2 separate regions of the Hordeum vulgare genome follow, and region 1 is linked to region 2. A link is a contact called in public Hi-C data. All regions are on one chromosome and are shown on one strand. The core of a region is the stretch at or near the end of the contact, and the rest is flanking DNA. Distances in the headings are between cores, read along the strand shown.

The links. A called contact is a pair of places that touch in the nucleus more often than the background predicts.
Region 1: a contact with region 2 is called in a Hi-C map of seedling, with 9 times the contacts expected there. The contact joins the promoter of LOC123412623 here to the promoter of LOC123409935 in region 2. A contact is called at or near these places in 2 of 6 Hi-C or Micro-C datasets (leaf and seedling).

The regions. Positions count from the first base shown.
Region 1 is chr7H:113,261,348-113,266,177 of MorexV3_pseudomolecules_assembly, forward strand. LOC123412623 reads right to left here and starts at 3,419. Exons shown (of 2, transcript XM_045105573.1): 1 at 2,469-3,419; 2 at 1-213. The coding sequence starts at 3,284. The coding sequence ends at 169.
Region 2 is chr7H:112,705,928-112,710,907 of MorexV3_pseudomolecules_assembly, forward strand. It overlaps LOC123409935 (putative 1-phosphatidylinositol-3-phosphate 5-kinase FAB1C), which reads right to left and starts at 2,627. Exons shown (of 11, transcript XM_045102804.1): 1 at 2,052-2,627; 2 at 1,214-1,975; 3 at 965-1,118; 4 at 538-873; 5 at 1-291. The coding sequence starts at 2,308. It also overlaps the pseudogene LOC123409936.

The DNA of each region.
Region 1 (4,830 bases), core at 2,169-4,668, 560 kb after region 2:
GGTCGATCCATCCATCACTGGTAAGAAAATGACCGGTGACGCGAGCACGCTGGGCCTCTGCTGACCCGTTCGTCCACGCTCTGAAATCTGAATCTGACGGGGCCATCAACATGCTCGCGGTGCTGCAGACAGTAATATGAGCTCTCTCGCCTCAGGCCGACGAAAAAGTCACGCTATGATCTCGTCCGGCAAGGCCACGAACCGCGTTCGCTTCTGAAACACCACAAACGAAATCACAGGAGAAGATGTCAGCAAAAGTGACGGACAATTCGTTTCAGGCCAAATGCTAATCCGTTTGCGCATTACGCGAAAACGATGGGAGCCAAGATTTGAACAGGAAGTGCAGGGAACCAAGATCGCGTGACGGAGCCAACAATAATTTAGTGTACTTGTGAGCGAAAAATTCAAAGGAAATCCTGATGAAAGAGCTATGCTGATGCATTATCCCTTATCTTCCAGCGAGAAAAAATAGCGCAGGTAGAAAACGATTGCTAATGGTGTCATGGTGAATTGTTGATAAGGTTAACTTCAATAAGATGCCCCCCCTGGAGAAAGCTTCAGTGAGATGGTGTCATACCATCATCTAACGGCTGCCTGATGCTGCCTAAGCTAGTTTGATGGTTTGGATTGCCGGTTTGACTTTGAGGCGCTCAACAATAAATCAAACTGGTAAGTTGCAACATTAGTGACTGTGACCCCAAAGAATCGGCCAGAGGTGCAATAATGGGGCATAAAGCGGATCAAGCAACTTGTCTCGTTATGATCCCTGAAAATTTCTCCATCTAGACACTTGGTCAGACATGCGGCGCTCGGCCTGTTTCTTCTGCTACCACAGGATAATAATTCAGGTGCGCCTAATGTTTTGAAACGCCAATTTAAGATCATCTTGGGTACGCATAGACTTTCTACAAATCTGACTCTAGACTAGTTCTACAGTTCTGTACTAGTTATTGGAAATGTGGAAGGAACATCACAATGGCTGCTATGCAGATAAAGAAGGAAAATCACAATGGCTGCTAAAATATCTGTTGACAACATTGAAGATTCAGAGAACTCGCATTGAAATTTCAGCATGTGAAGCATTTTCCATGGTAGATCTATGACTGCTACTGCTATGCTTGATCCGCCGCCAGAAAGTAAGAATGGTCTCATGCCTCTAGATATTCAAGTAGGAGTATGACAAGCAACTGTATTTTGTATGATCACCCAACCAGTCAAATCCTAGAATTTATCGCCAACAGATAACTAGCATGGTAACGTGTCAAGAAAAACCTCAAACACGCTACTCAATACTTAAGACACATCTGCATCGGCCGAAAATACTGCTCCGTCACACCATTAACAACTCCAGATTTTTTTTTTTTGAAAAGAAGGAAAACCCCCGGCCTTTACATCTGGGCAACAGCTCCAGATGGTGGCCCATTGTACACGTAGGGATCAAATCGCATAGGGATATTTTCTATGTTTTCTGTGTTTTCTTATATTGATGACAACTTACGAATCACCCTAATTCCAGTCTAAAAACCATGCGAGATAAACCCATTTTTTCAATATGAGCAAAATCTTGCTTTCGAGTCTCCTAACTTGTACTGTAGATCGGGCTGCCTAAAGCCATTTTGTAATTTTCACATAGGTTCCAAATGGTTTTTAAAGAGGCGTCTTCAGATCTAGTATCCAAATGAGTGAACTTCTCTTGTTCTTTTTTACTTAAGGTGACTTTTATTTTATCTAATTAAAAATAGGTCTACAGCTCAACCCAGGTTCCGAAAATGTTTCCCAACTTAAATGAACTAAACTCGTTTCTTTGTCCATCTTATTGTCGTGGTTTTAGTGCGACTTGTCGCGATTTTATTTCAAAACCGTGACAGGAATCATGGAATGGAGGGATTTTTTTCCGGGCATTTACCTTGGCTATCTTTGGTGAGAGAAACTCTTTCTGACAAGATATATGTTTTGAGGGATTGAAGATCCCACGCTATGTCGCTATGGTTTCTTTAGACATTCGGACACAAATCGAGTGGAAGAAAAGAATTATTTGCACGTCATATTTAAAATTTGATAATAATGGTATGAATTAGTGGAAGATAAACCTCATAAGAAATCTTGTTGGGTAAATTGTGCAGACCATTTATCTAGTTTACATTAAACATGGAGTATTGTTAATTTTCTTTTTCAAAAAATAAATAGTGTTTTCATGCATACTTTTCAGTGAAAACTTACGCACTATTATCTTGACCGGCCAATGAAAGACCGCATTCGCTGGGAGGAGAAAAAAACGTTTTTCCTTTGCTCAGATTTTTGTATGTTTTTGAAATGCAGGAAAGCTTTACAAAAGTACCAATTTATACAGTTTTTTTGAAGATTGCAATCAAGTTATTTGATTCAGACCTTAATAACATGGCTCTTTTGTCAAAATAATGAAGATAATATTTTTTAATAAAAAAACTTTGAAAGAAGCAGTGCATTACCTCCTTCCGGCTAGCCTTGACGTCCGCTGCTGCATACTCCGGCGTGCGGGGTAAAGGGGACCACCTATCCGGCGTCTTCGCCGTCTCTGCGCCCCTCTCCGGTGCCTGCATCATGAACCTGGCACCCCACTCGGGCGTTGCGGCGAACCTGGGACTCCGCTCCGGGGTCTGCGCAAACCTGCCGGCGCCCCAGTCCGGCGTCGGCACGAACCGCGGGCTCCGCTCTGGCGTCTGCGCGAACCCTCCAGTGCCCCAGTCCGCCGTCGGCAGGAACCGCGGGCTACGCTCCGGCGTGACAGCGCCGTTGGCGGCGCAGAGCTGCATGATCTTAGCGGCCGCCTCGGCGGCGTCCCGGCTCTCGCCCATGAGCTTGGCGACCTGCGCCTTGGGCAGGCGCATCCTGAGCTGGACCGGCCCGCCCTCGGAGGCGGAGGACATCGGGGAGGACGGCGCGGTGCCGGCGCCGGCCGAGGTCGGGAAGGTGAGGTCGGAGGTGGAGCGGCGCGTGAGCATGAGCGACTCGAGCCTCTCGCGCGCGCCGACGTGGAGCGCGCCGGACCAGGCGCGGCGCGGGGGCACGGTGGGGCGTGGCAGCGCCACGAGGAAGTAGAGCCGGCCCGGGCGGAGCGGCGCGTCGTGGTCGAGCGGGCGCGCGCGCACGCCGAGCAGCTTGACCTGCTCCGACTCGAGCAGCTGGAAGCCCGGGTGGTCGCGCAGCACCGCCCCCGCCTGCGCCGGCGGCTTCACCCTGAAGGCTGTGCCGTCCAGCTGCATCACCTTGGCGCCCTTGCGCCGGCCGCCGATGCTGTTGCCCATTGCCTGCCGGCCGCCGGTCCTTCCTCCCACGCTACGCTTTCTTCCCGGCGGCGGTGCGAGGCGTGGTGAGCCGCGGCGTGGGTTCGGTTCGGTTGGGTTCGCGTGGTTCCTTGCGGTGTTTGTGCGTGTGGGGTGTGGGGATTTAAAACGGGCGGGGCAGGGAAAGGTTTGGGAGTCAAAGGTTGTGGTGAGCTTGACGTGGACTTGAACTACGGGCAGTATATTATTTTTTCTTTGCTTGGGCGTCCACAAAGCTTAGCTAGCCGCCCACCAAGCCATAGATAGCAGTAGCGCTATGGAAATGGAAGAGATCGAGGAGGTTAAAGTGTGTTCTAGTGCATGCATGTGTAATTAACAACGAGTGAAGGATAAAAACACGTTTTTGACCGTCCAATTAAGCTCGTAGTTGCAGAATCAGAGCCAAGAACTTGAAGCGAAGCAAAACTCAGTTACTGCCATCTTTTTAACCTCTCTAATTGTACGTACTTGTCTGAACGCTTGGGTTATTTTAGAGCGGCAAAGGGTGAGTTTGCTTCGGCTGCGCAGAGCCGAGGAAGCATGCCGCAGGCGTAAAACTTAAATTAGCCAGGTAAATGATGTACCTTCTCTGCAAAACTGACTCGGTACCTAATTTGGTGGGAGGAAATTAGCCAGAGGCCGTAATAATTACCACGAGCAGCTTCTGATCTGTGGCAGAGCTTCTCCTCTCTCGGTACTACCAGATCACGTCATTTTACCGTGCTAGCAAACGTCACGAGTTCGACCAGTCGAGGAGCGCGGCCAAATATATCGCCAACTTTACATGTACGCCTGGACGTTGTAAATATATCGCCTCCGTTTTAAACCCCTGGACGTTGATCTTGCACCAATAACCAATATATAACCTCCATTGTATTAAGTGGGTTCGTACGTGGCCCGGTCTCATTGTTCTCGAAGCCATATAGCTAGCGAGTTAATGGCGGTCCAGCAACAACACGTGTACCGTACCGCCGGGGTCGCCACGGCGGACGCCCGGATGGTGCGTCCTTCACGCCACAGATCGGTGCAATTACGGTCTTCCTTTTTTGCTTGCGCCCGTCACGGCACGGGATCGGACCGAGGAATGTCATGCGGCGGCGGCGGCGGGGTCAGCCGGCCGCATCGTATTAATGCGGCTGTAGCTTAGCCGGCGCTCCGCCGATCCGCTTCGCTGGATCGGGTGCCGGGAGGAGTCCGGTGATCCACGGCAACCGTCGTGTCTCGTTGTGGATCTGCATGCGGGCGGACGGACGCGCGCGGCCGTTGCCGTCTGTGGGACTGTGGCCGGCCCTTCCGCAGCAAGCACATGTCATCCTTCCGTAAATGCATGTCTCAACCGATCGAGTTTCCGTCGTGAAATTTATAACGTGGTCAACTTTCTACTGTTAAGAAGACGTCTCAAACCCGCCTCAGATATCAGATAATAAGCTTTCCTCCCCTTTTATTAAAAAACAACCAATCAATACAATTAACTATAGTTATTGGGACAGAAATATGTTATACTCCCTCCGTCCCAAAACTCTTGTCT
Region 2 (4,980 bases), core at 1,377-3,876:
AGAACCATCAAGGAAATTTAGAGGCACGATGCAGCCCTTTTCTGAAGTTCTGTCACCAATGATTTGAAAATCATTCAAATTCTGCCGAGAAGTACTTGAGGAAATATCCCCACCATTCATATGCTTCTCAAGTGGACGAGCTGGAAGATCTGAAGGGGTCTTTGGTAGTGTTGCACCCTCATCTGCAAGATATGAAGTCTCCAGTGATAGTTGATATGCTGCAAATACAGCAAACTGTAGAGCAAGTTTGACCTTCCTTAACTCTTCATAGGATGTGCCCCTTAGGAGGACCTAGGAAAAAAATCGTTGGTTGTATTAGATATGTCTTGCACAATTAAAGTGCCACAATAGATAGACACAAAGCGGAGCTCAAGATTGCCATCCTCGGCAGAGAGTAAAATTATGCCAAAAAACAGTATAGAAGAATACGTGTATAAAATTAGGACCAAAGTAACAATATGATGAGAATTGACCCTTCATTTTTTTATGGAATGGAACAAGATCTTTAAAGGTAGCAAACAGTTCTATGTGCATTACCGTGCAGCCCAGGCGTCTTGGACAGCCATCAAAGAACATCAGTGTCTTGATAGATTTTCTGTTATCCTTCGGAGCTAAAGATTCTGCAACTCTTTCAATCCAGAAAGCTTGGCACTGTCCAAGTCTTGCTGAAGTGACATTGTCAATGGATGAAGCAATTTTAGCACCTGTGCAGCGTGATATCCGTTCTAGAAGTGATCTCTTGACATTCAGTACTAAAGAGATATCTTTTGCAAGAAGCTGTTGAGCATACATCGGCACGCTCTTTTCAACCAGCAAGACATGAGGTCGTTGGGCCTCTATCTTTGCAACAGCATTCTTAAGATATTCCTTTTCCTGTACATATCACACTTTTAATGTCAACTACGGACATACTGAGAGCTATTAGGATAAATACACTTCAGCTGACAAAGAATGGAGGCATTACCTGTTCAAGAATGCTGTTTATTGATGCTAGTTTGTTTGTAACCTTTTGATGTTCCAGTGCTCCTCCCAAAAGAAGAATTCTAGGATTCTCATGCTTTGACACCATGCGTTTATGCTTTACATTCTTAGAACAAACAACACCTTTAATGAAAGTACTGCAAATAAACAGATGAATAATCATTTAGCTCCGAAGATGGCATGAAAAATATCATATAATCACTCAACACAGCTGAATCGTTATAGGGCGTACCTATCATTGGGAGTCCCTGACGCTACACATTTAACTTTGACATAGTTGGTGGGATCCATGCTACCACCTTTGCTTGTATCTGGCTGCACAAAGGTAGCTGCCTGCCATGCTAATAAGGATACTATGTCCGACCATCCATCCACGAGGTCAACTCCATGACCTTGGAGCAATTGGGACACAAGAGCCCTGAAATGCCCATGTAGAGCGTTCCTTAAGAACTCTTTATGAGCTATATTCTGTTTTCCTTTGGTCCCTGGTAAATCATCACTACCACCGCACTCATGGTTAACATGTTCAAAGGTCTTCCCATCACCAATAGCGCTGTCATCATCATCGTCATTGTATTGAAAGAAACTGTTTTCGGAGTCATCACCCTCATCTTGAGGCGGTGGAGGATGCCATATGAGTCCATTATTACTCTCAAAATCAATTGGCTGTATAATATTGTCATGATGTTCATCATGGCAATTGGGTGAATCCATCAAATAATCACCATCATCGTAGCCATGACCAGAATTCAAAGAGTATAGAGGAGAATTTTGGCTGGCATGACCATTTATCCCGGAGGGAGGACTTGTGCCTACTTGTCCGGATCGTTTCATAGGACTATATAACGGGCTCGAATTTCCCAACCTGAATGTGTACAGCCTACTAATATTTGTGCTCACGGAATCCGTATCAGAAGTATCTTGAGAAAACTCACTGCCCGGGGAGAAATACCGGCCTCGGTCTGAGTCCTCGCCGTCTTCATAACCAATACTCCTACATCCAACAAATTTTATTCAGTCAACATATCAGGCTATGCCCTCCAGGGAATGCAAGGAAGTCAAATACCCACCCTGGCGTTGAGCATCGGAGAGGACCAGGTGAGGAGAAACGCCGCCACCCAGCAGACCTCGAGGAAGACGGTGTCGGGACACGCTCCGGTGGGGACATCGGAGCCCCGTCCAACCCGTCACCACGCTGCTCCATGGGGGCACCTCGGCCACCGTTAATAGGCCGGACGCCGAGGTCGGAGCGGTCGCCGCCGCCGCAGTCCGTCATCGCAAGGTCGGTCACCCAAGAATCGGACTTCCGCGCGACGGGAACTCCCATAAAAGCAGCAAAAACCACGAAAAAACAACTGCCGAGGAGGCCCAAACCTAGCAACTTCTTGATTTCACAGTAGACCCTGTACCAAATTACACACCACAAATCACGGGAAAACAAAGCACGCCAAAACCAGGAGCCACAAACCGTTAGAGGGGAGCTAAAAGGGACCCCGCAAAGCGCCTAGTCCTAGCGTTTCTTGGGATCTGCACATCCGAGGCATTTCCTCGAGCATGTGGCGGGCAAGAGGGCGGCAGCATCGCCCGAGGCTCCACGGTCAAGCAGCTGCTGCGGGAGGGAGGCGGCGGCGGCGGCGGCGGCGGCGGCGGCGGGCGAGCGGAGTCCAGGGTAGGGGGAGGCGGAGGGGGGTGAGGGGAAGGTGCCCATGGAAGGGAAGCTTTTGCGTGTGAGGGGAATGGAGGAAGATATAGAGTAGAGAAAAAGGTAAGCGCGGTAGGAGAAAGGTGGGGAAAAAAAAGAAAGAGTTCGGTGGGTGCCGTTGGTTTTGGTTTTTTTGTTTTTCCTGCCTTTTAATTCGCTTATCTTCTTTCCTTTTACTACCTTTCTTTTGACTTCTGTCTTTTTTATAGTAGGAAAAAAACCCAGGACTTGTATCTCTTGATGGGAAAAAAATCAGAGAAAAAATATATTGTGTTTCTTTCCTTTTATGAATTAAATTAAATTGTGATGGAGCTAGGCAGTACTATGTTATTGTGGTGAAGCAAAATCCGGATTGTGGGTTTGAGTTGCCTTTTCTCTATGTTCAAAAGTTATTTTCTTCCATTTGACAAAAGTTGTTCCCTGTTGAGACTTTGCAACATGTGCGTTGTGTTCTGTTTTGATTGCTCAAGGTCTTTCGATGTCATTTTCGTGTTGATAAACCTTGAGCGTCATTTAACCGCATATTTCGTGATTTTGTCAAATAAGGACATGTTGTCCCCAAAGAACAAACGGCGAGTATAGTAAAAGTATGTTACAATTTCAGTAACATATACTGTATATTCCACATGAAAATTCAAGAAAATATATGGAACACAAAATATGAAATTGTATCACAAGTCGTAGAAAAAATTGTGATGACTCACTAATTTCAATCACGCCCGCGTTCTTAAGCCTTAGTCATCATCAAGTTATAATAGTATTATTAATGTCCATTTTGTAACCTTGAAATTATTGTTAAATGTAAGAAGATGTGACTATAAGCCTCATCCATCAAGATTCAAGAGCATCATTACAAATAATACCCATTGTAGTTCCTTCACATGGATCATTTTTATCTCATCGCTTGCCAAAGCATCAACGGTAATAAACATGGTATTGTAGTTCATATTTCTCTTTTTCAGTTGGATATATTTTCTTAAGGAGAAGCGCGAGACACATGAAATCTTTTTTCCCAAGAAGATCTCAATGCCAACTCAATTTGCTTATCTTTGTTACAAGGAGCGACAAGAAACCGAGTTCAAAGACATTAGTGTATAAGAATTTCTTGAGAAAAGGGGGGTCAAGCAATACGCTGCTCCCAAGCTCAAATAGACCCTCATTGACAGTAAAATAAAATGAAAACCAATTCTTATGCTCGGAAGCTGCTGGATTAGGAAGACTCGGCCCCCGCGTCGCTCCCAGGGGCGACTCGGGCGGCGAAACCCTAGCCGCCACCCAAGCCCCCTCCCTCCCCTCGTCGCCGCCGGAGGATGCTGGTGGGTGAAGCCCTCGTCGGTGGACGGCGGCGACGGGGCCCTTGTTTGCGTGCTCGCGCGCTGGAGCGGTGGGAATGTGCTCGCGCGCTGGAGCAGTGGGAGCGTGTGGTGGCGCGTCGGAAAGCTGTCCGCGTGCAGGAGAGGTCGAGATGGCGCGGTGCGTGTGCGCGGAGGCGCTGCTACGGCGGCTGCCGGCCGCTGCAGCGAGCGGCAGAGCTGGGGGCGCTCAGATCTGGGCCGCGCGGGCCCGCCTTGGCCCGAGTCAACCACTCTGCCCCCACCCACCCTTCTCCCTCCTCCCACCCCTCCCAGCCGCCGCCGGTGGTTGTTGGGGAACGTGCATGGGAAACAAAAAATTTCCTACGCGCACGAAGACCTATCATGGTGATGTCCATCTACGAGAGGGGATGAGTGATCTACGTACCCTTGTAGATCGTACAGCAGAAGCGTTAGAGAACGCGGTTGATGTAGTGGAACGTCCTCACGTCCCTCGATCCGCCCCGCGAACAATCCCGCGATCAGTCCCACGATCTAGTACCGAACAGACGGCACCTCCGCGTTCAGCACACGTACAGCTCGACGATGATCTCGGCCTTCTTGATCCAGCAAGAGAGACGGAGAGGTAGAAGAGTTCTTCGGCAGCGTGACGGCTCTCCGGAGGTTGGTGATGATCTCGTCTCAGCAGGGCTCCGCCCGAGCTCCGCAGAAACGCGATCTAGAGGAAAAACTATGGAGGTATGTGGTCGGGCAGCCGTGAGAAAGTCGTCTCAAATCTGCCCTAAAAGCCCCATATATATAGGAGGAGGGAGGGGGACCTTGCCTTGGGGTCCAAGGGACTCCCAAGGGGTCGGCCGAGCCAAGGGGGGGAGGACTCCCCCCCCCAAACCGAGTTGGACTTGGTTTGGTGGGAGGAGTCCCCCTCCCTTCTCACTTCTTCCCTCTTTTTTTTTCTTTTCCTTTGATTTCCTTCTCTTGGCGCAT